Regions from separate parts of the Mus musculus genome. Here regions 1, 2, 3, 4, 5 and 6 are each linked to region 7. A link is a contact called in public Hi-C, HiCAR-type and promoter capture Hi-C data. All regions are on one chromosome and are shown on one strand. Each heading gives the region's core, a stretch centred on a gene start, on an enhancer-like site or on the middle of the called end of the contact. The rest is flanking DNA. Distances are from core to core; before and after follow the strand shown. Region 1 holds the start of Atp5k (ATP synthase, H+ transporting, mitochondrial F1F0 complex, subunit E). Region 2 holds the start of Cplx1 (complexin 1). Region 3 holds the start of Pigg (phosphatidylinositol glycan anchor biosynthesis, class G). Region 4 holds the start of Idua (iduronidase, alpha-L). Region 5 holds the start of Gak (cyclin G associated kinase). Region 6 holds the start of Dr1 (down-regulator of transcription 1). Region 7 holds the start of Golga3 (golgi autoantigen, golgin subfamily a, 3).

Region 1 (4,018 bases), core at 1,091-3,590, 1.7 Mb after region 7:
GAGATATGGGAGTGAGCCTGCAGGCTGTGTGGGATGAAAATGTTCAGAGAATACAATGAAGTGAGCAGATGAGAGCCCCCACAGTCCCATAGTTTAGAGCATAAATAAGAGGAGCAGGAAGTAGGACCTCAGCAGCCACAGATGGGACAAGTGGGAATGGATTGTGCATCTGATAGCTGGGTAACTCCTACCCTGGTACATTTCTAAACTGTGACATCTTCCACATTACCAGAGGTGGGTGTTTGTCCAGGTGTGGGAATGATAGTTGAGAGTAAAGGGCCTCAGTTGGGCTCAGCCCAGCTACAGGGGTGGTAAGCTCTGAATTTGAGAGGGCAAGACCCAAGGGAGGATCTTGGCTGAGCCTGGGCACAGCACTAAAGATAGCAGCACACTGGGAATATTTAGATTCTGCACACAGCTGTCCCCAACAGGTGCAGAATCCTCCTACTGGTGTCCTGAGCTATGTGGAACCTTAACCACTTCCACTGCCTGACAAATGACCCCAAGCAACAGCAGATGTCAAGCCATCCGTGTGTATGCTTGTGCCAATGTGTGTATTGTAAGCCTCTTCTGCCTCTACGCCATGTAGCTTCTGTGTACCCACCCCTCAATCCATACTCCCCTTGGTACCCACCCCTCAATCCACACTCCCCTTGGTACCCACCCCTCAATCCACACTCCCCTTGGACCCCCAAAGACACTTGCAGTTCTGGAAGCTTGAGCTGCTAAGGAGTCAGGTTTATTTTAAGATTTAATGAGGGAAACCTGTTTGATCACATAAGTTATCTAACCAGTTGCTCAAGATCAGGGAAGGGAGGGGGCTCAATGTGTAGATGACCATGAGGGGTGAGGAAGTTTACTTGGTGCCTTGTAGGTTAGCATGCCTTTGCAGCTTCCTTGGGGAGCAGTGAGTTGGCAGGAGGGCAGGAATCTCACTGTGGCTCAGGTAGGGATGGGAGTGAGGAACGTCTCAAAGGCAAGGTAAGAGTATGTGGAGCACCTGTGGCACATGGCCTGGGTAATTCTCGTCTCAGTTTAGGAACATTTCTAGGATTCTAACAGAGAAGAACTAGGGCTTTGACTCCAGATCAAATGTAGGCAAAGTTCCAGAGCCTAGGGCAATGGTTCCTCTTCTGATGGCCCCGGAGAGCTGGGTACCTATTATGAGTCCTGCAGTTTTCATTGCTGCATTTTATCCACTTTATATTCATAATTATGTTCTCTTTATAAGTATGGACTATAAAGAGTCAGGAAAAGATACCCCATCCCTACAGACTGTGTACCTTTCCAAGCCCTGGTGCAATGCAAAACTGAGGAGGCTGGTTCAATCAACAGCCTTAGGAAGATTTCAAGTCACTATGGGGCATTGGGGTAAAGCCAGCCATTCAGTGGGTGGCTACAATCTATACTATGACAGATGTACACAAAGATGCTTGCCAATAGACACAGCTGATAATCACCTTGTCTCCATCTTGCCCCATCCCAGGCCAATGATGCTCAACTTTCCTAATGCTGTGACCCTTTAATACAGCTCCTTATGTGACCCTCCCCATACATAACATTATTTTCATTGCTACTTTATAACTGTAATCTTGCTACTGTTATGGGTCATAATGTAAATACTTTTGGAGATAAGTGTTTGCCAAAGGGATCACAAAGGGTTGGTCTAGACCGACATGGCTGCTAGAGAGGTACCCACTCTGGGGACATGGACTGCAGAAAGGTAAGTTTGGCAATCTGGGTGCTCCATGGTCAGTCTCTATGAGGCCTGAAAAGGAGGTCAATAGGACTCAGGATCTGTAGTCCTGAGAGTGTGGGCAGGGAGATGCAGGGGTTAGCCTCATTTGGATGAACATTACCTGTAAAGCCCAATGGAAATTAGGAGCTCTGGGCGAGAAAACACTGGTCGGAGGACATATGTGTCCAATGCCGGAAATTGCAGGAAAGCCCTGGAAGGTTGCTGACCTCTCAGGAAGGGCCAATACAAGTTCTGTAATCTCATGCCCAAACCCACCGCACCCAATGGGCCGCTGGAGTCGGCCAGGTGTGCTCGTCTGTTCCAAGAGATAAAGGGATTGTTTGCGTGCTCCAGTCCACAACAGGTGGGCGACAGATTCCAGGGCTGGTCAGTCATTACACGCCGGTGCTGAAGTAACGAGGCTCTGTGTCACCACCCTTTTGAAGCCAGCTTACACTAACAGCCTAGACTTCCTACCTGGAGAGTAGTAACCAGCCCCGTGGGAACGCTCGGCTATCCTCCAGTCGCTAGGGGGCAGCGCTTTCACTGCGGCGCATGCGCCTTTCTGGCTTCAGGAGGCGGCTTTCATTCTCTGTCTTCCGCCTCAGTTGAGCTTCCGGCGCGAAGGTCACGGACAAAATGGTGCCCCCGGTTCAGGTCTCTCCACTCATCAAGGTGAATCCTCATCCCCGTTGTTGCGCGGTGCTCAAAGCTCCTCTATGCCCCCTTTCCCCTCCCCTCCCGTGACTTAGCATTGCCCACCCTTGGGACTGCTGGCTGTGGTCTCGAGCAATCCCGGCCCTGCAACCCTTGCACACACACCCGCCCCGTACTCCCTCTCCCAGTACTCCTCGATGTCCGACCCCTGCGATCCCCTTGTTCCCTCGGTGTGCCTTCTACTATAATGTTTTCTTCTGCAGTTCGGCCGGTACTCCGCTCTGATCATCGGCATGGCATACGGCGCCAAGCGCTACAGTGAGTTTGGGGACCGGGAGAACGGGATTCCGGGTGAAAGGCTGTGTGACACTGCTCGAGCCTGCAGTTCCTTGGGAGGGAGATGATGCCAGGCCCTAGAGGGGGGCAGGTGGGAACAGCTATCTGGAGATTTTGGAGTCGGCTTTTTCACGAAGCAGCATTTTCAGAGAAGTTAATTGCTTCCACTCCCCCCCAGGTTACCTAAAACCCCGGGCAGAGGAGGAGAGGAGAATAGCAGCGGAGGAAAAGAAGAGACTAGATGAGTTGAAACGGATTGAGAGAGAACTGGCGGAAGGTATGGCTTTTAGCCTCTCCCAACACCCCCGAGTTTTCTGGAAGTAGCTGCTGCTTAGTGGACCAGGGGCTGCCTCTCATCCCATGACTGTTTTGTCCAGTGCTGTCCTCCGTGGAGCCCAGTGGAGTGTGAGAGGCATACTGCCCCTTCTCTTGGGTAGCATCTGCAAATTGCCTTTCGAGAGGTTACTGCTGAGCAGGCTCTCTGACCCCTCTGTGTTGACTTCCTGTGGATTCCAGTCAGATGGAGAAGGCAGTTGGGGATGCAAAGGATGGTTTTAGTAATGAAGTTAGGGTTCTCTTGGAATTAGATTCTTGATTGTTTAAAGCCCAAGTCCCCGTAAGGTGGCCCAAGTCTGTATAATGTTTGACATGGTCTCTTCTCACTTTTCAGCTCAAGATGACAGCATTCTCAAGTGAGGCGTCAGCGAGCTTGCTTTTCTCTAGTCGTTGAGAACGAATAAAGCTTCATTGTGTGATGCTGTGGCTTCCTCTCTCTTTACTGTTTGCTTCTAGGTACCGGCTCTGTGGTTGCATCCTGGCTTTTCCTTGGGTAGGGAGGGTCGGGGGTGGGGTGCAGTGGGTGGAGTTTCAAAGGAATTAATGATCATTACCAGACACACAGACAAAGCGAGAAGTGCTGGGGCATGTGAAGGTGCAGTGGTAAGGCCAAATTAGGGCTCCAGGGATGCCGGGGTAATCCCTGGAGTGGCCTAGCCTCCTGGAAGCAGCTTGCTCTGCTCTGATCTGCACTCTTCTGCTTATGTCAGCAGCTCGGGCCCAGTACAGGAGGATGGGTGTTGATGCCTTCACAATAACGTGGGTCTTGTGCCCCCAACTGATAATTCTTCTCTAGTTCTTAGAAAGTGACCTAAAGCTGAACTATTCAAGGAGGCCTGGACGACTAGGCCCTTGTGTCCAGCTGGGGTGCTAGTTAGTTCTTGTCAACTTGACACAAACTAGACACCCGGGAAGAGGGAGCCTCTGTTGAGGACTTGTCTATCAGATTGG
Region 2 (4,000 bases), core at 1,233-3,732, 1.6 Mb after region 7:
GTAATGAAGCTATCAGGAATGGATAGTGCATCCCTTTAATTCCCAACAGTTGAGAGGTAGAAACGGAAGAATCTCTGCTGAGTTTGTGATCTCAAACTCTGTGAGTTTGTGATCTCAAACTCTGTGAGTTTGAGGCCAGCCAGGTCGACTTGCTTTAAAGACGCCTTGTCTACTCCAGATGGCTGGTCAGTTAGGCAGAGGCCTTTTGCCATGTTGCCTCTTTGTATTATAGGTTTAGAGGTCTAGGTAGCTTGTAAAAGCCAGCCTTAGCTATGGTCCACACCTCAGCTTGGCAGGCAGTTATGGAGCCTTCTCCCTAGGGTAGCACTGCACTGAACGATTTCTCAAGCCCAAGCAACTGCCATCTCCCAGGGTTCTCTCACTCAAACTTGAGACTGTCACTCTCCTTGCCTGTTTCCCTCAGCAGAGTCTGGGAATGGCATTGTACTGTACTCTGAGGACTTGGAAGGTGATGCCAGGAGTGTGAAGGTCAAATACAAAAGTCATCACTGCCTATATATCAAAACCAGCCTGTAACACATGAGAACCTCTTTGAAAACAACAACCCAATAAATAAATAAATAAATACCAAAACAACACATATACAAAATTAAACTAGGGAACTGGAGAGATGATTCGATAGTTAAGATCACTGGCTGCACTTTCAGAGGACCCAGGTTTGATTTCCAGTGCCCACATGGTAACTCACAACTATCTGTAACTCCAGTCCCAGGGGGATCCAACACTCTTTCCTGGATGCTGTGGGCACCAGATGCACATGTGGTCCACAGACATGCAGACAAACACCCATACAGGAGGGAGGGAAAAAAAGCTAGGACAGAGAAACAAAGAGAGATACACTGAGACATAAAAACAAGAACAGCAGATATAGAGACGATAGAGAGACAAAGGTAGACACAGGAAGGCAGAGACAGCCAGAGACAGAGGAAGTAAAAGTGGAAGCCCACTAGTCCTAGGGTCCTTTGCCTCTAATAATCTCAGCTGGGCTCAGGACTATGAATGGATTAGGTTGGCCTGCTTTGTCTCAAGAGGTTAACCCAGGGTCTTCTATGGGATTGCTGACAGAAGGTCAGGTCCATCTGGTGGCGTGGCGGGGAGAAGAAAAGCAGGTGAGAAGTAATGAGTCTGTCTTGCTGTGGCCCTTGCTTTTGCTAGCTACTATAGACTCCGAAAACACAGAATGAGCCAGACTGGGCACATCTGTGTGCAGGTGACCCCATTCCACAGGACATCAGTCCTGGGCCTGAACAAGGCTCTGGGCATCAACCAACCTTACCATGAGTGTGGTGGGTGAACTGAGATGGACAGTGCCAGTAGGAAGGGCACTGGGAGACTTAACTCTTCTGTGTCTGATGTGAGTCATGCCCAACTTCCTAAATGATCCTCTCCTCCTAGGCATATGCCTGTGTGCAGTGCAGGCACTTCACCAGTGGGATCAGACAGTATCCTTAACTCCAGGGCCCCAGGCTGAAGTCAGGGCAGAAGGTGTGGGGCTTAACACTTTCTCTTCTTGTCTCCACTCCAGCTCCGTTCCTGGTCTCTTCTACTTTGAATCTGCTAGGTCAAAGGAACAAAAACTGATAAAAGCAAGTCTGGAATGGACCCTCCCTTACTCCCCACCCCTAGCCCTCGAATTCAAGCCACCAAGCACCCTGGGGCAGCTTTGGAATGTTGGTGAAGGGGGAATACTCATGAGGCAAGAAGTTTCACTGAATTGGGTGAAGGTCAAGAACAACCTAATCCTTAAGAATGACTCAGCCAGGAGGAACATTAACAGTTAAAGCAATGGCCATCAGCACTAGACTCTGCGGGTCAGGAATTACCACCTGGCTAGCCAGAATAAAAAACAGCTTAGGTGTCCCCACATGCTCTGACTTCTGCGAAGACGATTGCCTCACAGAAGCCCCCCAGGATAACTGCAGGGATACCAGGCCAACCTTGTGGCCACTGGGCTCTGCAGTGCAGCTGCCGCAGAGTTGAAATCCCGGTGCCAGGGGAAGGGGCGGCCTAGAGGCGGGGCTGTGGCTGTCTCCCAGGAGCCCCCGCCCATCCATGTCCGCAGTGACCTTCAGGCGTCCCTGACTGACTGGGGTTTCTATCCCACCAAAGCCACATTTGGCGGCTCTGCACACCGGAGAAGCCTGGATGTGTGGGCCTATCTTGCTCGATCGGGGGTCTCGGGCTGTGCTCGCCTTCTCCCGCCCTGCCAGCAAAGAGCAAAGAAACCCGGTCAGGAGCAAACGTGGTTGGTAGATTAGGGATGGTGACCCCATCCCTGCATTCTCCCAGCGTTTCAGGAGGGCGCTTCAGTAGGACTTCAGGAGGGTCTCCAAGCCGGTGTGGAGAGAGTGGCCCAGGCCAAAGAGGGGCCCCTAATGCAGCTGTCGCGCGCGCCAGGCCAGGATCTGGGAACCGGGGGCGCGGCTGCCCCCCCTACCTCCGCCGAGCCCCGCCCTCCTCGTCATGCGGGACGCGGGCGGGGGCGCCTCTGAGTGACGCGCCCTCCTCGCGGTGTCCTTCAGCCGCCGCAGCAGCACAGAGCGCCACATGGACCCCGCCGGCCTGAGAGCGCGCTGCTGTTGATCGTCCACCTTGGAAGGTAACCGGCGCCCTAGCAGCCAGTCCGACCTTAACCGGCTCCCTCCTTTCCCCTTCCCAGCCCAGTTTTCTTCCCGACTCCTGGGCTTCCCTTTCTGGATCCCCGCTTTCTAGCCGTGGGTCTCCTACCCATATCCTAGGTTCCCCTACTCTTGGTTCCTTGTCTTTCAGACCCAAGGTTGCTCAGCCTGAAAGGCGCTGTCCATCGTGAGGTGCTGAAACGGCCCTTGATTCCCTTTCCCATAGGCATCTTTTTTCTTTCTTTCTTTCTTTCTTCTTTCCCTGGCGCGCTCCGGCCTGAGGCCGTGCTCCGGTCGGGCACCTCGCCCAGCAAAGCAAAGGGTGCGGCGGCCGCGAGAGAACGGGATGCCTTGGTCTTTGCGGAATCTCCGCAGCGTCCTAGCCTCTCTACAGCTGGCCCTGCGGAGCCCCCATCCCCCGATTCCCGGAAACAGAGAGAAGTTTAGAAGGCAATTGGCTTTGCTGCAAAGGCATCCCTGAACCCCTAGCTTCTCGGACACTCTTCCTGCCTGGCACCCCTTCGGGTCTCATTCCGCAGAGAGAAACCTGTGAAACACTGGATCCCTCAGGACCAGGTTCCCTGATAGGAAAGACTCTACAAAGAGGGATGTCTTTGCAGCTGTTGGCATTACAGAAAGCACCTTTCTAAATGCTGCTGGCACTTTAGTCCACGCTGGGCATTCTGACTTGGGTTGCCCTACCCCATGCAGAAGCAGGAGTGGGTCATCTGTTTCCCCTCCCACTGGAAGACGGGGACTCCATCCAGGGCCAGTTCTGCTGTGGGCCTCCAGAGTCTCTCTAGAGACAGATATAGTTGAGACTAGTCAGAAGTCATAAGGACCTTTCCTGAGGGACATTCATGGACTTGTCTCTCCAATTCTTCCCCAGAGGGACCCCTGCCCCACAGCTCCAAAACTGCCAAGGAGGCTGAGCAGCCAGAACCTGGGTGCTACAGCGGAGCATTGACCTTCAAATGCCCCCTGGGCTCCACCCCCGCTTGAGGAGGCTGGCGCCAGTCTCCAGTAACTGGTGGCCCCAGGTTGTGAGCTGCAGTGGCATCTAAAAGCTTCCTTCAGAAACCCCAGAAGAAGCAAGATAACTGTTGGTTTGGCTGGGCTCTGAACCCTGCCATCCTGGTCTGGGTGTGGGAACAAAGCCTCTCACCCTAGACTCTTGGGATAGTGGAGAGGAGAGCAAGGAGTAGATGAGGGTCTCAGGAAAGGTTGGTCAGGGTACCTATGACCACCTACTCTCTCTAGGCAGAAGACCCTGACCACACTTGAATGTGAAATCTGACCCCGGGAGTGGCTCCTGAGGAACCAAGCCATCACCATGGAGTTCGTGATGAAACAAGCCCTGG
Region 3 (3,765 bases), core at 914-3,413, 1.9 Mb after region 7:
TAGAGACGACAAGCCACATGAAATCAGTTTCCCCCAAATGTATATTCATTAGAGTATCAACACCTAGTAGTTGCTAAGTACTTCCTCCTCCTCCTCTTCTTTTTTAATTTTATTTTATTTATATGAGTACACTGTAGCTGTCTTCAGACACACCAGAACTGGGCATCATATCCCATTGCAGATGGTCATGAGCCACCATGTGGTTGCTGGGAATTGAACTCAGGACCTCTGAAAGAGCAGTCAGTGTTCTTAACCTCTGAGCCATTTCTCCAGCCTCCCCACCCCCCACCCCCGCCACAATTCTTAGGTAAAGCACAATGCACTTCAGAAGTGCCCTCATCAGACTGAACAACAAATTATGTAGTAGAAGTAACAGCTCTTCAGACCAGTTCATAGTTCTTTGATCATTTTGTATAATTCTGACAAATAATTTAACTTGACCGAGTTTGTCTTCTTGTATATACAGTTAATGAACTAGGCTGAATATGCCCAAAGGCTCCCTCAAGCCTGACGACTAAGGAACACAATAGGCCACCACAAAGGAGGATACCTCCTGGACTACGGTGGCCTGGAAAATCTGGTTCTAAATCCCTCCCCCTTTCCATGAGGGATGAACTTCAGCTACTTAACAAGGGGTAAAAAGATTACCTTATTATGGGATTTCCTCAGCACCCCACTGCCCAGCAACACTGACAACACTGAAATATTTCCCATGTTATTAAAACAGGGTCTCCAAGTCGGTTAAATAATCGCTCTAAACCTTCAAAAGAGCCAAGTCATGATTCATAAAATTTAACCAAGTTAAATTTACCTTGATTCGAGGCATAGTAACTGTGGGTGGCTTTGCCTCAGCCACAAAGCTATGAGATGCTCCTTTTTCTACCAGATACGTTGTGTAGGGCATATACTTCACACCTTTCGACCCAAACACAAAATCATCTCTTAATGCATCTATCAACACAATAACCACTTTACTGAAGAGAGGTGGTGGCAGCTTGGTCCAGTTCGAACGGACTCCTAAAAGTATTTAGAAAAGGGGAAATTAAATTTTAAACTCCATTCAGCACTCCATTGCCTTCAATGTCTTTTTCCTTTGTTCTTCTAGCACACATCAAATCTATTTCAACCTGAAAGAAGGCCCATTTTGGGTAGCCAGTGTTGTGTTAATTTTCTAAGAAACCAAACAAGACAACTGTGAAGGTTCCTTCAAGGGTTGTAACCAGCCTGCAGGTGACTACCAAGAAGGGCATCTCCTGGCTAGGCTGGACAGTATGTTAACAATGAGTAGGTATCCCAGGAATGTGTAGTGCACTACTCTTAGCAAGGTGAAGAGTCCAGGACAGGGCCACTTCTACCTAAGAGACATACAGTTGGAAACTGTGCCTCCCTGAGCTTGCCCTAAAGCCTAGTCTTGCAGGCAGTGAACCTATGGGTTTACATGTCCAGTGGCTGTGATTATATGGACCTGTTTCACTGCAGCGGAGTGGGTATCAGGTGTTTATTTCTGTGTTGGTGAGGCTACTAGGGTGCTAATGCAGAGAGGCCCTAAGCACTGAGGGCCGGGAGGTCTTCTGGGGGAGAGTTGTAGAAAACTGGAGGAGATCTGAAGAAACATCACCTGTTATGCCCTATGGGTCCAAAACTGGAAACCTAAATTGGTAGTGATTGAAAGGATTATTAGGAAAAGGGGTACGAATCACTGAACAGCGGCAAACAAGACGCAAAGTCGGAGTTACTCTGGGAATCCTCTGATTATCACATAGGTCGACATGGGGCGGGAGGCTGCGAATGCCTCGAAGGTGTATGATACACAAACAACACTAAAACAATACAAATTGTTTCCGTGGTGGGGCAGAATGAAAGCGGGAACCACCGAGATGGGGGCGGGGGGCTATACCTGCTACGGGTTCGGGCGCTGGGGTCTCTGCATCGTGCTCTGGTCTAGCAGAGGAACGAACAGGAGCTGGGAAGAATCCCCGAATAAATATCGCGACCCCGATCACCTCAATCGCTACGCAGCTGGCAGCGAAGGCCCCGGAGCCCAGCCGCATTCTGCCCTGCCGCTGGGCCGGTCGGCCCGAAACTTAGTGTAACAGCGGGCGTTGCAAACCCGCACCCAGAGCCCACACCCGGACTGTCAAGAGCTCCCTCCCAGCCTGCCTCGCCAGCCCCAGCGCACAGGAAGTACGTCAGAGTGGCGAGTGCCCGCGGTCGCTCCCTGACGACGTTCCCCGCGGACCGGCCCCGGGGTGATTCTCCCGGGAGTCCCTGCCTCCTCCCGAACCCAAAGGTCCACGGAATCCCCGGCTGATCCATTCGGGAGCCTCGCTTCCGGTGCCACCGAGAGTCCCCGCACCTGCCCCGCCATCTCAGGATTCCAAGTTTGTGCGCCTTGAGCCAGGCGCATCTAGCGCTGCCCAGTGTCGGTGCAGTATTTAGCTGCTGGTGTTTCTGGTGTATTATTAGTCCTACTCACTTCCTCCTGGTGTTATGGCCCCAGTTTTCTGACAGGACGACTCTGACAGACTCGGGTCTGGGGCAAGCCTGCAGATTAAGCGATCCTGATGCGATTGGCAATCAGTGAGTGTGCTCCCCTTCTTTGGAAAGCTGTCCTCTGGAAGGAACCTCTAAACCGTAGGGGGCCACGTGTTTGGTAGGCAAGGTCTTTCCGCTCTAGATGCGGGAATTTTCCCGGGCTCATGCAATGAGACAGAAGCCGGTCTTTGAACAGAGTCCACCCCAGCCTTGTCTTCCTTTGTGCACACTCATTCTCCTTGCGGACCTTGCTTCTGTAAGTCAAAAGACCCAAACCCCTTCTCACGAACTCTGTTTTTCTAGGAAGCCAAGAACAAGATAGAGGTTTTGCTGCTGTTAAGTTGTATGAATTCCTTAATATCTTGGATAGCAACCTTTATATTTGATTTGTAAGCTAAATTTTCATCTAGTTCATGTTTTTTTTTTTTCAGTTTACCATAATCACACGTACTTTTTTTTTTTTTTGGTGGTAATTCTCTGTGAATTTGGTGTTATATGTTTAAGGGGGAAAAAAAGCATCAGTTTTGGTGAAGTTTCTTCTCACCTTTTTCTTATAGGAGTTTTATAGCTTCAGATATTAAATTTTAGTGGTTAACCCATTTTTACTTGATATTTCTGTATGTATAAAGGAAGGGTCCAGTTCCATTCTTCTGCATGTTTACCCAACATGAGTGGTGTTAAAAATATTATGTCATGGATCTCTGTGACTTCCAGGCAAGTTCCAGGACAGCAGCTACATAGAGAAACCCTGTCTGGGGGAGGGGGGAAGGGAATAAAAATAAACAAACAAATAAATTGTGTGTGTGTGTGTGTAGCCTTTGAATTTATCAGTGATTAGTTAATGACATAGTTTATTAATTAGGTGTTTTTATGACAATACCACACTGTCTTATTAAATCAAAATATCAGTAAGACAGTACCACAGGAATATACATGCATGTGCACATAAAATATCAGTAAAGTACATGTAGCAAGTCCTGACAAATGAACGTAGAAATAGGAAATAGAAGAACACTGTTTAGACACTTTAATATCCTAGTGTTGATAATGGACAGAACAACTAAGCAGAAGAGAAAAACAAAACAAAACACAGAAGACACGAACTCTATTGTCCCGCTAGACTACCAACTGCAGTGTGTACATTATTCCTCATTTCACATAAACATGAACTTCTATGAACAAAAGTTCCTGAAAGAATACCACCTTACACTTAACTTCCTACAAGAATGA
Region 4 (3,886 bases), core at 477-2,976, 1.5 Mb after region 7:
AGGAAGAGGGGAAGAGCAAGCAAGCAAGCAAACAATTTTACTGGGAGAGTTTTACAGAGAGAACAATTTAGGCATAGGTAAAGACAGAATGAGCCAGAGAATGAGAAGGAGTTAGAAGAGTAGAATAGATTGCTGGAGTTAGTTTGAGGTCAAGCAGGGCAAAAAGTCAGAGGCCGAGAGAGAAGCCATACTGAATCAGTCAGCTTGGAGAGGAATTTGAGCCAGATCAGCAGAGTTGAGCAGCCAGCAAGAGTTCATGAAGCATAAGAAAGGGTGAGCTTATTTGACAGTAAGTCTCAGAGACAAAAAACATTCTAGACCTAGTTTAGATTGTACTAGAAACTTCCAGGACTTGTTAAGAAGACTACTAAGGAAACTGAAGAGATGGCTCAGAGATTAAGAGCATTTGTTTTTTTGTAGAAGACCCTAGATCTATTTCTAGTACCTTCATGGCAGCTCAAAAACATCTGTAACTCCAGTTCCAGGAAATCCAGTTTTCTATTCTGACCTCCTCTGACACCAGGCACAGACAAAATGTAAGCAAATCAATCATACTGATAAAATAAAATAAATATATATTTTTTTAAAAGACAGAGCCTCTCTACATAGCCTCAGTTATCCTAGAACTCACTAGATAGACCAGGATGTCCTCATACACACAGAGCTCTCTCGTCGCTGTTTCCTTCCCTTGATGCACTCTGTGGCTACTGGGAATAGGCTAGAGGCCAGGAACTTTTTGGATCACCATTCCAGTAGTGTTTCCCCAACTCCAAAACAGAGTCGGCCTATAGAAGCAGGGCCCTTGAGGGCTGCTGACAATAGAGGCAGAATGACTCCTAGGTCCAAAGTCATAGGCATTGTCTGGACAACACAAAGCTATGGTTACTGTGGATGGCCTTCCCTTGCATGCAGGTACTCAAAGACCTGGGAACACAGTGGGAGAAAGTTTTGCCATGGTGTGTGTGAGGGTGTGTGTGTGTGTGTGTGTGCGCGCGCGCGCGCGCGCGTAGAATTAGGGGTTAAAGGAGCTTGTGGAAGTCCCACTGAATGTTTCCATATAGCTTCTCCTATGCTTATACGAGCAAAGGCCTCATATATCTAGTATCCTGTGTGGAGAATCTGGCGCTGGAGGTCAGAACAAATCCTCTTGGGCCACCATGCCCCTCTGTCTAGTCCAGAGGCCCCGCCTTTGGCAGGACGGCACCGCCCCTCAGGAGGCCCTCTCCAGTCTGGCCCCGCCCACGTGAGCCTGCGCGTTAGGTAGCGCAGTCGGAAGCCGGGAGCGGGCTCTGCCGAGGGCCCTCTCTACACCGCGGACCTGGCTTTATCGTGCGCTTGGAGCTGGGGCGCTCGGGTTGTGGATGGCGGCGGCAGCCGAGCCCGGTGCCCGGACCTGGCCGGGCAGTGGTTCCCCACGTCTTGGCAGCCCGGCCGGCAGTCCAGTGCTGGGCATCTCGGGCCGCACACGCCCGGGGTCAGGGCCGGAGCGGACTAGCAGAGCTATTGGCTCCGCAGCACCTGGCCACAGCTTTCGCAAGGTGACACTCACCAAGCCTACCTTCTGCCACCTCTGCTCGGACTTCATCTGGGGACTGGCTGGCTTCCTGTGCGATGGTGAGAGTCCACCCCGCGTCCTAAGGCCGCTCCCAGGAGCCGATGCCCTCCTTCCCGGGACACTGCCCTGACCTTTGAGACCTGTCCCTCTTGGCAGTGGGTGGGCACAGAGACAGACTCTGGTTTGAGTAGGACTTTCCTATGGAGGTGACACCCTGCTTTTAAGGTCAGGAAGGAGGGGTACCCTGGGTCTGGCCTCTCTTGACCTGAGATCTCAGGATTTCCTAGTGGGAGGTGGAGACCGAGTCGCCATAGTGCAGTGCTGTTGTTGTAATGCAAAGGCGCTGTAAGAGGCAAGGTGTGTGCTGAGGCAGTTGTTGGGCCTGGGCATAGAGATATGAAGGTAAGACTGAGACTTGGGGCAATGGGGCTCCCACTAGTGACCCGTGTCAGTGACTGGGGCAGCAGGAGTGGCTGGCTGTGGGTCCTGGGCATTCTTGTCCCGAGTGCATGCTGATGCACAGAGGGATTTAATGCTGCTCTGTTCAGGCTCAACTGCTTGGAGAGCTAGGCCCAGCCTTCTTTACAGTTGTGGCATGTCCCAGCACAGCTCCCACCCAGCTGCCAAGCCGGCTGGGCAGGACAGAGGATGGCACCTCTTTCTCAGCTCTCCAGGTAATTCCATGACTGCCCCTCTTTTTATTCTTACTCTTGTGAAGAGGCAGCTTCACAAGAAGCTGAGACCCAAATCTGTGGGGGACATCTGGGCCTTTGACAGTGTCACCTGACCAGGGTCCGAAGGTGGGAGCAATGAACCTGCCCTATTTGGGGAACACTAGTGTGCTCTGGGCAGGATCACTGAGGCCATAGCTCCTCACAGAGGCGTGTCTTCTGCTAGTGAGGATGGCAAGGTTGTCATGGGATCTCAGGGCTAGTAGTGACATAGGAGTGGTCACCTGTTTTTCTCTGTCCTATCTGCCCTCTTAAAATATCAGAGTCCCACTGAGATGGAGGCTGTGAGGTATACACTGACTTAGCTGCATATCTGAAGCTATGCCCCAGGCCGTACAAAGGTGGCCTAGGCAGGATGGTCCTCTGACTCACTTTATGGCTGAAAGTCATAGAAGGCATAGTTTGAAGTCTAAGTCTATTCTGGGAAGGTAAAGGTAGTGGAGGCAAACCCACAGATAGGAGGCTAGACCTAGGATCTCTGCAGAACTGAGAGATAATGAAAGTAGGATTTGAATCCAAGGAACCCCTCACAGATTTGACCCCTGAGCCTAGGTCTGTGGAATCAGGAAACCTAAGCAAACTCCTCATGTATAGCAGCCCAAGGTTCTGTTACCCAGAAGAGGGTGCAGAGCCCCTTCTAAGCAGCGTTGTTGTAGCTGTCCTCACAAGGGTATGGGCAGGAGCCTTCCACCTGCAGGAACATAAGACGGTCTCAGCCTACAGGGAAGGCAGCTGGCAAGACCTTTTGAGGTGGAGAAAATTGAGAGCCTGGGAAGATTCCTGTTAGGTCATTACTTAGTCATCCGCTTTTCTCCTAGCATCCTTCAAGCAGAGCATCCCATGGAAAACTTTTGTCTCTTTCTAAGAATGAGGTGTCTGGGGTCTCAGCAGGAGGGAAGCAGCAGCTGGGGCCCTCTGGATAGGCTCTGGCTTCTCAGGCTGACTTAGTAGCCATGTCCCTTCATTTCTACAGCCTCTCATCAGTATCCCACCTGTGGAGCCCAGCCCAGGCCCCTCACTCCCTTGTCCTGCCCTGCCTCTGATATGTCACACAGCTTTCTGTCCCCTCTTGTACATCTCCAAGTTTGTTTCACTGCTGAAGCTCTGCTGTGCTGAGGTCTGGAAACAAGCCCCCCTCCCCAACCAGGTGTGTTTTGTTTATGTGCACCCTGTCTTTGGGGACTCAGCTCTCTGCTCTGTTGGCCCCAGAGACAAGGGAACTGAGGCAGTGTGAGGGGATTGGGCCACTCCCAAGACAGCAGAACACACTCATCTTCCACCATGGTTCTAATATGGCATCCAGCTCCTGAGGATGGTGTTACTGCCTAGGATCACAGGATGAAACAGGGATGGGTACCATGCTCACTGGCTCAGCTCAAGAACTTCCCCCAGTCAGCTCTGGCTGAGTGACCTCTTTATGATGGACTCTTAGCCCTGTTATGGTGTTTAGCAAGGTGGACTGATTGGCACATCTCTTCCCTGCAGTCTGCAACTTCATGTCCCATGAGAAGTGCCTGAAGCAGGTGAAGACCCCGTGCACAAGCATTGCACCAAGCCTCGTCCGGGTGAGTGTGGGGGCAGTACATATGGCTTTCATGGG
Region 5 (3,736 bases), core at 1,160-3,659, 1.5 Mb after region 7:
CACTAAAGTCACTAAATGTGATCAATTTCCTACTAATGACTTAATACTACCCCATTATTTTGAAATTCTATATTTTTATTTTCAGCTCGTACAAAACTACTACCTTTGATTTCTTCTTTGACACATAAAAGGATACTATCCTTTTCCATTCAGAAACATTTTTCACACTGCTAATTTCTAGTTAAATTCATTGTGATCAGATAACATGCTTGTTTCATTGCCCAGATGTTCTAGGTTAGTAATTCTTTACACACTTGGAAAATATGTGTATCTGCTAATTAATACTAATTCTGTGCATTAATAGGAATTGCTCTATAAATGTTCATTAATTCAAGATGACTGACAGGGCTATTTAAGTCCTCTATATACTCTGTGATTTTCTGGATACTTATCACTCATTGAGAAAACAATCTCCAACTATCTCAACTTCCAATTTGTCTCTCTCCTTTTGGGTCTATTAGCTTCTCAGTTAACACACTTTATAAATTTGGCTTTAATCATGTTTATAGTTGATACATCTTTTTTTTTTGTTTTAAACTAAATTTTTTTTTGTGTGTATGACTTTTGCCTGCATATACCTATGTGCACCACATGCATACTTACTGCCTACAGAAGTTTAAAGAGGGCGCTGAATCCCCTGGAACTGGAGTTATAAGTGGTTGTGAGCCGCCATGTGGATGCTGGGAATTGAACCCCAGCACTCTGCAAGCACAAGAGCTCTAAACCACCGAGCCATCTCTTCAGCCCTGATGCACTCTTTTTATGATTTCACCCCTTCATCATTATAAAATAACTTACTCTTGGGCAATATCTTTTACTACCACAAGAGAATGTGTTGGTGGAGGAAGAGCACGGATTCAGTTTTAAATCTGTATGTGTTCATACATGAGGTGGGATCACGAGAGACCACAAGATGCAGTTCCAGTTAAAATGGTCTTGGAATGGCATCTACTACAATGCCATAAAATTGATCTATAATTACATGATTTAGAAATTTCCACTTGTCCTAGGTCATGCCAGCAAGAGTTTATGGTGTCAAGTTTCACTATACGCTGTAGTGAATTGTTCATGATGTTTCTCATGATGTTTTAGGTCTCTTGAAGGCTACCAAGCCTCCAATTCCCTACTTTTTCCTTTTGCTTTCAGATTTATTTTCCTTCTAAATAATGAGATCTGAAGCCACCAAAAAATAAAAAATCCCTTCAACTTCATTCCAGTAATAACATAAAGTTACCTGCAACTGCAAGCCGTAGCTACTTCCTCCTCCCTGCATCTTATAAGTGATTCTCTTATAGAAAGGTGCCATTTCTATACCAACACTACATATCCTCTATCTGGATGTGACTTGACTGTCCTACTATTCTGAGACAGTACTCCTCTCCACTATACTGGAAAGACTTCACTCTTTCCCATTGGCTTTAGGCTGCTCAAGTCTCCCATCTAAGATCATGTTAACACCACACTGCCCTTTCAGCTCCCACACTCTTCTTCACAAATCTCCTCAGTTACCTACAGGTACCATCTCTACTTCATCAGTTCTTTATTCCTCCAGGTGTTATCCAAAGCTTCCACTTCACCATTTCTAGGAAACTACTGTCTCACCTACCACGTACCTCACTGTATACTAATGATAATCTTTCATTTCTTTTCTACTTGACTTTTTAAAGAGCAGGTAGCGCCCCCCCCCCCCCCAAGGCGTATTTAATAGCATACAATCCTGGGACAGTTAAGATGTTGATTTGGGCTTAAGGATCCATTTTTCAGTCCAAAAGCACAAACTCTACCCAAGGCTCTGCAACTTCATATGGCTTCAGAAACCTCGGAGGTACAGAGACGAGTGGGGAATCCCATGACTTTGCCTCACCTGAGATGGACAGCTCTAAGTGTTTGACATCACACGGGATTCTGCGTCCAGTGCTGCCAGGTGACTTTTGTATACACGTTGTGAAGCTTTCTCCCGCCCCCTTTTAAAACTACGTTTTTCGGTCTTAATTCTAGCAACTAGTTCATCCTCCCCCAAACCTGTGTGGACCAAAACATAAGTGTCTGTGGCTCATAGGCTGGCTGCTTGTCTGCAAGATACCCTCCTCTCCTAAACCGGGCATTAGGGACACTTAGGGTGGGCTCCAGGCCTCGCTTTACCTTGAGGCGTCAGGCGCGAGCGGCGGGCTCTGGGGCGGTCCGCAGCGCGCGCCCAACGTCCCGCGACGCTCTAGCCACCTAGGCTGGACCTGGGCCAGCGGAAGCAACCAGATGAGGTTAGGGTCAGATGGCGACAGCCCTACCTCCGTGCCTCCTAGGAGCTTGAGGTCCGTAGGATCGCACCCTCTGCGCCTGCGCCTGCTGCTGCTGCTGGCTCTGCAGAAACACGCGCCCTTCCGCCTGCTGCGTCAGGGCGGGGCCGCAGCGTCGGGACGCAACTCGCTCTCTGATTTACGTCACGGCGCGGGCGGAAGATGGCCGGGTTGTTCGCCCGCAGCTGCTAACCCGGCAGTGCGGAGCTGGAGCCTGGCTCCCGCTGCCGCGGAGCGGCCGACGCCATGTCGCTGCTGCAGTCTGCGCTGGACTTCCTGGCGGGCCCTGGTTCTCTTGGCGGAGCTGCGGGCCGTGATCAGAGTGACTTCGTGGGGCAGACAGTGGAGCTGGGCGAGCTGCGTCTGCGGGTGCGGCGGGTCCTGGCCGAGGGTGAGGCGTAAGGCGTCGCCAGGCCGCGGGAGGCAGGAGCAGCCCAGGAGGGTCGCTGCTGGGGTGTGGTTCGAGTCAGGGCGCGTGACGGTCACCGCTTTAAGCAGGGGCAGCAAGGAGGATCGTGTCCAGGGTGTGAATCAAGTCTGAGACCTAGAGAGTCACGACTGAGGTGTGGGTCAGATCAGGGCCGCAGGGAGTCATCTCTCCGGGCAGGGTCTGCGGGAAAAGACACTGCTGGGATGTAAATCAGGCCATCGCTATGAAGGGCCACTGCTGGGGTGTGAATCAGGTCGGAGAAGGGTCTTGCCAGGAAGAGAGACCACAGGGGCTTGTGGGTTAAGGCCTTTGGTGGTGATTGCAGAGGATAGACTGCTTCGGGTTGCACACTTACTTCCTGGTGGGTAGAGTTAGTAGTACAAGGGTCATGCTAGCAGGTGGTTATCCAGTAAAGGAGGCTTGGGTCTGGAAGGACCACCTCTGCTTAGGGTCAAAGCTGTATCTGGGGCATATACAGAAAGATTCAAAGGTGGAGTCAGGTCAGAAGGTGAGCACAGTCACTCTGGGGTCATAAGCTGTTATTCATTGTATCATATCCAGCGTTGTTGTTGCATCCCGAGGACTGTCTTGAGATGGCAGTGTTTGTGCTGCTGAGTTCTGGGGCCTGTAGAGTCTTCCCTTGCTTGATGAGGTAGAGGATAGACTGGGGCCCTACAGTCTTGTTTTCTTTTATAGCCTAAGTGCCTCACCTATTGAGTTTTTTCTGTAGTGACCTCGTATAAGGTACAGGAAACAGAGCCCGTAGCTGTAACCTTTAAGAACCTTGCTTGAGCCGGGCGTGGTGGCACCCGCCTTTAATCCCAGCACTGGGGAGGCAGAGGCAGGCGGATTTCTGAGTTCAAGTCCAGCCTGGTCTACAGAGAGAGTTCCAGGACAGCCAGGGCAATACAGAGAAACCCTGTCTCGAAAAACAAACAAACAAAAAGAACCTTGTTTGATAGACAGTTCCATAGTTCTGTGTCTTGAGGTCAGTCTGAGTTTGTAGCTTCCT
Region 6 (3,972 bases), core at 749-3,248, 1.9 Mb after region 7:
AAATAAAAGTAATCAAGAAATTGTTCGCATTTCCAATAGATTATTATAAAACAGAAGTGACTGTCTCAAACTGAATGCAACCTTCTCCTAAGAGTTCATGAAAAACCACAGAAAGTACTTCCCAAAATTTGCCAAGAGCACTTTTGTCTCCTTTTCCTGTAACCATCAAAGTCTCCTAGTCTTTTCCAGCATAAGGAAGAAACTGTCGAAACTTTTAGATGTGCTTTTCAATAAAAGATAAATGTATAAACACATCCAAAGGGGACCAGCAGGCGAGAAGGACCGGCAACAGAATGCTGACTAGCGTGTGTCAGGCCCTACGTTCAAGCCCCAGGACTGTCGTTCCCGCCCTGCCCCAGTCATCTTTTACAAATAATCTTCAAAGAACAATCAATAGTTGGAGGGAGTCAAAAAGAAAAAAATGTGGTGCTCGCTTTGGTTACCTGGTGATGACTGTTCCACCTTCTTAGCGATTTTAAAGCAAAAATATACTTCCTTTTTGAAAAGCAATTAACTTTACAACACTTAACACACTCATGTCAATATTTTTTTTTAACTCAATGCTAGGACCCTTGTGCAAGATTGCTAGATGATACACCACTGACCTCCGTCACCAGCCCAAGGGTTTTTCCTACCCCTGTGTTCAAAAATGAATCTTTTCCTCGATACAGGTGAGGGAGAGGTACTCTCTGACTCAACTCATGCTCGAAGTTCTAAAATTTAACTTTCCAAGAGAGAACTTTGAGTTTCCTTTCTCAGTTGTTATTATCCACGTTTAGCTGTGGGCAGTCAATTCTTGTTGTTTTAAGACCTGATTGGAAACTGTACTAGTGAGGGGTTGCGGATGTCTGTTGACCCTAATGTCTGCACTCCTTATTTGCACTAGCCGGATGAAAACAATGTCAGAAGAATGCTACATAGGTGTTTTCTTAAGGTACAAGCTGTCTCTATGCCGTTTTGACTTTTCATTAACTGTGCTTACTAGTGAAGTGGAATGAAGGCTCTGTGACGCCAAGTGGTTACTCTATTAGCTTGACTGTTCCCCTGATCCTTCATCGAAACCAAATCCCACACAAATCGCTTACCTTGTATAACATGCTCTGGTGAAATTGTCTTCTTTTCTGACTTGTTACAAATCTCGTTGGCTTCAGAAGATATAAGGTGAATGAATTCCGTGCAGCAGTTCACTACCAGCTCTCGGGCATCGTTGGCCACCCGGACATTAGGAAGAGTCTCTTTGATCATCTTATTTATAGCAGCTCTGGGGATAGTGAGATCATCGTCGTTGCCAGACGAGGAAGCCATCGTATCTTCCTGTCTTTCAAGCCCCAACTTTTAAACTCCTCGCCTCTGGTCCACCACTCCACGAAGATTTCTCAACAGGCTGTCCCTGGAGAGGGATGTTGGGGTCCGGGAAGCTCAGAGAAGAGAGTGCAGAAACCAGGAAGGAGGGCTGGAGGGCAGGGAACACCCACTGTGTGAGAGATTTTAGTGGGAATATGAAGGAAAGGTCAGGGGGCTGAGGGTTCTAGGGACACCACTCCCAGGGCTGGAGAACCACCCTGCGTGTCGCCTCAAACGGACTGGCGCTGTCGTCTAACCGAACCTAAACGGCACGGGAGCGCACGCAAGACAGAGGAATACCCGCCCGGCCGCGGTCCCGGGCGGACACTGAGCAGGGTCAGCTCTACAGAGCCGGAGCCCCCGAGGACGCCGCCACCAGCAGCGGTTGCAGCCGCCTCGGCCAAACCATCCTTCAGGCACCCGCGCCGCCGCCTCACAACATGTCTGCCGAAGCCGCAGCTGAGCGCACGCCGGCTGCCTGGGAAACCAAGTGGACCGGGCCGAACACTGCGGGAGCCGCAGCGGCCAAGCGTGTGGCCGAGAGCAGGCTGTGCGAGCAGGAGCGGCGCTAACGGTGGTCTCTCTACGGGCCGGGGAAGGAGGTTTGCCGCAAGCTGATCCCGGCACGCTTTGCGCCACCGGAAGTCGAACTCCCCAGGTCCCACCCGCCCTCCTCGATGGATTTCCGTGTGCACGCCCCGCCCCTACCCCCTCCCGGACGGGCGGGAGCCGCGGGGCTTGGCAGCCCGCAGCTTCCGCCTGCCGCTCCCCCACGCACGGCGACCCGGCGTCTCCTCCGTCGGGCCCTGGAGCTCGCTTGCTCTGCGGGCAGAAGGGCCCGCGGAGGGCCACGTGGCAGGGGAGCCCTGGTCCTTACTAAAGAACTTCCTTTTCCTATCTCCTTAGCTGTCGGGATTAGGGCGCGGAGTGAAAAGAGCAGAGTGGGGAGGACAGGCCTTTACAACTACTTCACAGCATTCAGATCAGAGCTCCCTGTTCTCATTTGTGAGAAAGAAATGAAGCCTTCAAAGAAGTGGCTGTCCTCGGTACCACAAGTGGCTAAGTCAGGAAACTGGTAGTCTGATCTAAAGTAATGAAAATGTTTGGCATACCATGAGCTATGGCCCTCTGCATACTTGCTTTTGAAAGGAAGACAAGAAAAAAAAAAGGTTTATCTTATGAGAGTCCGATATCTGCTTCGTTCCAAGTGATTACTAATAACTAGTGCCACGTTCATCACAGAAATCACTTTTTTTTTTTTTTAAGATAAGCTCAGCTGGGCGACAGTGGCTCACGCCTTTAATCCCAGCACTTAGGACACGACACTCAGGCAGGCAAATCAAGTTCCAGGACAGCCAGGGCAATACAGAAAAAACCTGTCTCAACACACGCAAATCCTCACATACTGTCACATTAATTAATAGTGGAAAGTTGTAACTTTTGAAAGGACTAAGCCAGTTAAATCTACGTGCACAGTTTAGTTCATCGTGTTCTTTGTTGATAGACTGGCAGCTGGACTGTGGCAATGCTTTAAGATGTCTGGTTTCCAGGAGACTATCATTGTCAACCATCCCCTCCTACCCACCTTACTAGATGCAGCTTCAGCACTGAGCTAGAACACCAGCCTTGAGTTAATTTTTTCATTCAACATTTTCTCCAAAATGCTTGCTGGGAACTAAATATTCTTCATTATATCAGTGCTAGTAAGTTCAATCTTTGATTATAAAGAACAAGTTTCTTCTTCAAAATAAGTAAATTTTGGTTCAGATGTATAAAGACCTAGATAAAATATTAAAATCTAGATGGAATGTTAAGTCCTAGGTAACTGTTACCTGGTTAGCCTGCCATTTTGTGCTATTACTATATTATAAGCAAACTTTCTCATATGGGAGTCATGTCTACAGAGTGCTTCTGAGTTCTCCCAAGCCACTGTCTAAATTGTTTATACCTGCAACCCCAGCTTTTCTTTATTTTATTTTATTTTATTTTATTTTTGCTTTTTGAGACATGGTTTCTCTGTGTACCCCTGGCTGTCCCGGAACTCTATAAACCAGGCTGGCCTCAAACTCAGAGAGACTTGCCTGCCTCTGCCTCCCAAGTGCTGGGATTAAAGGTCTTGGCCACTGCAAATGAGTTCAACTCCAGGTTTGAAGTACAGTATTTTTAACTTTAAAAGTTCACAAGATTTTAAAGATGAAAAAGAAGTATAAAAACATAAAGGAAAATGTCAGTAAAGACTTTACACATTTAAAGGACTATTGTAAATGAAGTCACATGGGAAAATGGTACAGAGAAATATTTCTGGAAAATCAAACTAGTAGGAGTCAGAAATGGTGGCACCCAGCTGCAATGCCTGCATTGGGGAAGATAAGGAAAGAGGATTGATAACTCAAAGATGGACTCTGGACAGCATAGTACAGCTGCAAACTGTAAGGACATAAATGAAAGAGGTGATATCACTTTGTTAAAAGGTCAAAAAGAAATGATATGTGTCAACAAGAAGCTAATGGGGCAGAATGGGGAAGGAAGGCTTTTCATGTAGTGGTAAAGACTAAAGAAGCAAATGGCAAAACAGCTTGAGAGAGAGGCAAGGGCAGTGAAAAGCTGTAAAAACCTGAAGACACACGT
Region 7 (3,590 bases), core at 185-2,684:
CTTGAGAGAGAAAAAAAAAAAACACTACTTAAAGCAATTGGCCAAAACCCAGCTATTTTTAAATCTGAGCAACTTTCATTTCTTCTGTTTCCTTTCTTTTATAAGAAATAGGGAAGAAACAAGATTTTCCAGATTTGTGTCTGTGTTCATACGCACAGTTGTGTGGAGGGCAGAGGACAACTGAAGAGTGGATGCTTTCCTTCCACCACAGGGCTCCCAGGGAACTCAGGTCATCAGACTCTATAACATTCAACCACTCAGAAGTCTTTCCGATCTGCTTTTGGATTTTTTAGACAGAATATTGCTATGTAGCATGGGCCTCAAGCTGGCTGAGGTCTTCCTGTCTTGACTTCCCAAGAGCTGGTATAACAGACATGTGCCACCCTATCCAGGCTTTTCCTTTTCTTTCCATTCAAGGTACACTGTATCTGAGTCATTAACGGACTATAAAAGTCAGGCGGCATTTGTAAATGGTTTACAGTGTCCTACTGACAATAAAATACAAACTTCTTAGCCTCGACCGGAGACCACTTTAATTGGGTTCCTACTTATGTCTGTACCCCTCACATGCTGTGTCTTTTTTCATTATCTGGCTATATCATGCATCCAGAAGTACAACTGACTCTCCATAGGGTCTCTACACTTCTTGTTCACTTTTCTTGAGACATTCCTCTCAATAATTTTGCACAAACGATTCTTGTCATGGAGGCCTGTCTTGACTCAAAGGTAAACTCTTCCGAAGGTTGCACAAACCTAATCCTCTCAACTGTTTTGAGTTGTCAGTATACCTCCACCAGAAAGTGATGAAAACAGAGACCAAAACACTACTGTATCCTGGGACCTTTTACAAACAGGGCCTCTTTTTCTATAAACATTCAGTAAGCGCCCGTGGGAAGGTGGTAAGCTGTTCGCCTAGCTCTCTCTGGTCACTGACTCCACTGACCATGTTCAGCAAACACCTCTGAGCACCAGAATCAAAACAACCTAAGTCCCCCACGCACTGTACGACTTGCCACCATGTCACGTTCGTCATCAACTGCAAAAGGAGCAGACTTCAAACACGCTGACCCAACCAAGCAGCAGTAGCAACGCTCTCAGGGCAGACCGCATTCCGTGGGTGCAGAAGCAGTCTCTGCATTTACTGACAACCCAGCTGCGAGGCAGGTTTCCAACCCCACGGAGTAAAAGCAAAAACTGACTTGAGCTGACCGCGGCTGACCCAAAGTCTGCGCGACCCTCACCGGACTCTGCATCCGCCTTGCCCCTGTACGCCTCTCTGGGCGCGGCCAGGGTTGCCCCAACAGTTCCTCCACGGTCCTCTGCCACAAGGTCCCGACCCTCCTCAGTAATAGCCCCCAAAACCCTCACCGGTTCCGGCCCAACCCTGCGGCTCCGGTAGGACGTGGCTGTGCAAGGGGCGGGGCGCAACAGGGTACCAGTCTCGGGCAACCCCCCGGAAACAAACGGTCCGCGAGGTCTTCGTTCCGGAAGAGAGGCTGCCCTCAGCGGCCAGTAGCCACTTTCAAATTGGGGTTGGTATGGATCTCCGGACAGATTGAGATATCCTTCAGAAAGTGGACTTAAAATTTTGTGTGCCTTCCCTTCAGAGGAACAACTTCCAGCCTAAGAGACGAAATCAGGACAACCCTCCCCCCCCCCCCAAAAAAAGAAAAACGCTTCCGGTGGTAGTGACGTTGGACTCGCCACGCTCCCGCCCCTCGCGGCCTTCTGACTGGTGGGTATGACGATCCACGTGGCCACGCCCCCGGGGCGTGGCTTCCCCGCCAGACACCGCCTCCACCACAGTTCTGACAACTTGTTCCTAAGTGTTTGTCAGTCTTGTTTGTATTATTGCCAGTGTTATACATGGCCGGACACTGCGCCACGCGACTGCATTGCCAGCCACGAGGAAGTCTGACAAGTATCACAAGCTCGAGGACTGACTGGACTATAAAGTGGGACTTGTCTTAAAAGGTAAAAAGACGTCTGCGGTGTAGTTCAGAACTCTTGGGTTCAGTCTCTAGTATGTGAAGATAGGAAAGGAGAGGAAGTTCTCACAACACAATATTAAACTATTGCCACTGCTACATGGGGAAAATGCTAAGTATACATTTTGTTTTCAGTGCTCGAGATTGTATCCTGGGCCTTGAACATGTCTAGTAACCTCCCCACCTCCAAGCTACATTTCCAACCCCAAATAAAAATGACCAAAGCTTTACAAAGATATAATTTACATGCTGTAAAGTTTGCTCCTGTTTACGATTTTATCATTATTTCTGTTTCTGAGTGTCCTTGCCTGTACATTTCATACCAATAGGGTTCATATACTGTATAGCTTTGAGTTCTTTTTCAAATTGTATCCATGTTGTACATCTTTTAGTGCTTCGTTCTTATTGCTAATATCCTATTGTTTGGATATTTCCCTTTTGTTTCTGCTCATCAGTCAATGAACAAATTTGAAGGGTCTTGAGGTAGACAAAAGGACTGACAGGGTCCCAGCTTTATATGTCCAGGGGTTGATGGGGGAACCTGCTGTATCTACTGAGGACTGTTGTGTGCCAAGGACTTTGCCAGATGCTGTCTGCTTTCAGGAAACTTACTTCTTGGAGGGAAATAGTAAAAAACAGACATACAAGAGAGTAGATGATGTCAGAGCTGAATAAAGAGACAGGTGGGTAGACATTCTGCAATCTTATGGATTATTGAGAAAGGACCTCTCTGAACCTGGTGAGTGGCTCAGCAAGCAAGGTCACTTGCAGCATAAGACTGGCAATTTGAAGCTTATATAGTGGTGGAAGAAGTGAACCAACTCTACAAGTTGGCCTCTAATCTCAACGTGTGCACTTTAATACACTCACCATATATATTTACACATATCACATACATACACAATAATAATTTTTTAAAAAAAATGTAGAGACATCTCATCAATCTGAGTCAATTTCTAAAGAAAACATAGCTGTGGAAAGATGCTTCAAACCTGCCCGAGAGGTTTGAGCATGATGAAGATCTAGGAGAGTGTTAAATACGAGTAGCACGAGGAGGGGAGATCGGTGTGAGCCTAGAGAATGGCCACATAGGGTCTGTGACAATGGAAAGGCAGATCTTTCAAAGATGTCAAAGGCTACAGTGATCAGAGTTAAGTACTGGCTCAGGCACAAACTCTGGCTGTGGGAACAGAGCTCATTCTTGTCACGTAGAATGCAGTTGCTCTTCGAGAGAAGAAGGATGATGCCTGGGTTTTGACCCGAGTCACAAGGTCATAAAATTTTCTGAGATGCTGAAGACCATGAAGGCGGGCTTTCATGGTATGTGTGGGTGGTGTGACAGCATCTACTTTGGAGTTTCAAGAAACTTTGAGATGTCAGAAAGACAAGTCATACACTATCCAGTCACAGGCATAAGGATATTGCATACTTCAGGGAGCTTCTGGAGTCTGTTACTCTCAGAGAGGACAATCTTTTGTGCAGTGTACGGAAGCTTCACCTGTCAATAAAAGATTGATAGCCTATGAGCTTAGGCAGGAAATAGGGAGGTGGAAGTTCCTGTAAAGAGAGAGGATCTGGAAGAGAGTCTAAGGCTTGGGAGAA

What was found. Promoter capture Hi-C pulls out the DNA fragments that hold promoters and counts their contacts. Hi-C and Micro-C count contacts between places; a contact is called where the count stands out from the background. HiCAR-type assays count read pairs that join an accessible place to other places. Capture Hi-C pulls out chosen DNA fragments and counts their contacts.
Region 1: a contact with region 7 is called in a promoter capture Hi-C map of liver, with 8 times the contacts expected there. The contact joins the promoter of Atp5k here to the promoter of Golga3 in region 7. A contact is called at or near these places in 10 of 39 promoter capture datasets (the C10 cell line, cranial neural crest, frontonasal cranial neural crest and 6 more) and 4 of 115 datasets of contacts at active chromatin or transcription factors (astrocytes, forebrain, large pre-B cells and 1 more).
Region 2: a contact with region 7 is called in a HiCAR-type map of astrocytes, with 6 times the contacts expected there. The contact joins the promoter of Cplx1 here to the promoter of Golga3 in region 7. A contact is called at or near these places in 4 of 39 promoter capture datasets (cranial neural crest, frontonasal cranial neural crest, hippocampal neurons and 1 more) and 2 of 115 datasets of contacts at active chromatin or transcription factors (astrocytes and embryonic forebrain).
Region 3: a contact with region 7 is called in a HiCAR-type map of astrocytes, with 5 times the contacts expected there. The contact joins the promoter of Pigg here to the promoter of Golga3 in region 7. A contact is called at or near these places in 3 of 39 promoter capture datasets (hippocampal neurons and liver) and 3 of 115 datasets of contacts at active chromatin or transcription factors (astrocytes, cardiomyocytes and pro-B cells).
Region 4: a promoter capture Hi-C map of second pharyngeal arch cranial neural crest shows a contact between it and region 7. The contact joins the promoter of Idua here to the promoter of Golga3 in region 7. A contact is called at or near these places in 11 of 39 promoter capture datasets (the 3T3-L1 cell line, the C10 cell line, the SN4741 cell line and 7 more), 3 of 115 datasets of contacts at active chromatin or transcription factors (astrocytes, pancreatic cancer cells and stem cell-derived neural progenitor cells) and 3 of 9 other capture datasets (adipose tissue, embryonic stem cells and liver).
Region 5: a promoter capture Hi-C map of adipose tissue shows a contact between it and region 7, with 4 times the contacts expected there. The contact joins the promoter of Gak here to the promoter of Golga3 in region 7. A contact is called at or near these places in 10 of 39 promoter capture datasets (the 3T3-L1 cell line, cranial neural crest, frontonasal cranial neural crest and 6 more), 1 of 484 Hi-C or Micro-C datasets (liver), 5 of 115 datasets of contacts at active chromatin or transcription factors (the NIH/3T3 cell line, astrocytes, embryonic forebrain and 1 more) and 3 of 9 other capture datasets (adipose tissue, liver and pancreatic islet).
Region 6: a contact with region 7 is called in a Hi-C map of uterus, with 5 times the contacts expected there. The contact joins the promoter of Dr1 here to the promoter of Golga3 in region 7. A contact is called at or near these places in 2 of 39 promoter capture datasets (cranial neural crest and liver) and 1 of 484 Hi-C or Micro-C datasets (uterus).

The regions. Positions count from the first base shown.
Region 1 is chr5:108,432,721-108,436,738 of GRCm38.p6, reverse strand. It overlaps Atp5k (ATP synthase, H+ transporting, mitochondrial F1F0 complex, subunit E), which reads left to right and starts at 2,340. Exons shown (of 4, transcript NM_007507.3): 1 at 2,340-2,413; 2 at 2,659-2,713; 3 at 2,910-3,008; 4 at 3,402-3,493. The coding sequence starts at 2,378. The coding sequence ends at 3,427. Gm34319 (a long non-coding RNA gene) reads right to left here and starts at 2,338. Exons shown (of 3, transcript XR_003955776.1): 1 at 2,216-2,338.
Region 2 is chr5:108,548,509-108,552,508 of GRCm38.p6, reverse strand. Cplx1 (complexin 1) reads left to right here and starts at 2,482. Exons shown (of 4, transcript NM_007756.3): 1 at 2,482-2,620; 2 at 3,900-4,000. The coding sequence starts at 3,973.
Region 3 is chr5:108,311,211-108,314,975 of GRCm38.p6, reverse strand. It overlaps Pigg (phosphatidylinositol glycan anchor biosynthesis, class G), which reads right to left and starts at 2,163. Exons shown (of 13, transcript NM_001310689.2): 1 at 1,898-2,163; 2 at 812-1,017. The coding sequence starts at 2,051.
Region 4 is chr5:108,658,171-108,662,056 of GRCm38.p6, reverse strand. It overlaps Idua (iduronidase, alpha-L), which reads right to left and starts at 1,726. Exons shown (of 15, transcript NM_008325.4): 1 at 1,559-1,726. Dgkq (diacylglycerol kinase, theta) reads left to right here and starts at 1,227. Exons shown (of 23, transcript NM_199011.2): 1 at 1,227-1,614; 2 at 3,772-3,851. The coding sequence starts at 1,362.
Region 5 is chr5:108,628,450-108,632,185 of GRCm38.p6, reverse strand. Gak (cyclin G associated kinase) reads left to right here and starts at 2,409. Exons shown (of 28, transcript NM_153569.2): 1 at 2,409-2,685. The coding sequence starts at 2,541. It overlaps Tmem175 (transmembrane protein 175), which reads right to left and starts at 2,376. Exons shown (of 11, transcript NM_001163532.1): 1 at 2,286-2,376.
Region 6 is chr5:108,266,923-108,270,894 of GRCm38.p6, reverse strand. Dr1 (down-regulator of transcription 1) reads right to left here and starts at 1,998. Exons shown (of 3, transcript NM_026106.4): 1 at 1,086-1,998. The coding sequence starts at 1,305.
Region 7 is chr5:110,174,701-110,178,290 of GRCm38.p6, reverse strand. Golga3 (golgi autoantigen, golgin subfamily a, 3) reads right to left here and starts at 1,434. Exons shown (of 24, transcript NM_001347389.2): 1 at 1,369-1,434. It overlaps Gm15787 (predicted gene 15787), which reads left to right and starts at 1,787. Exons shown (of 3, transcript NR_040431.1): 1 at 1,787-1,974.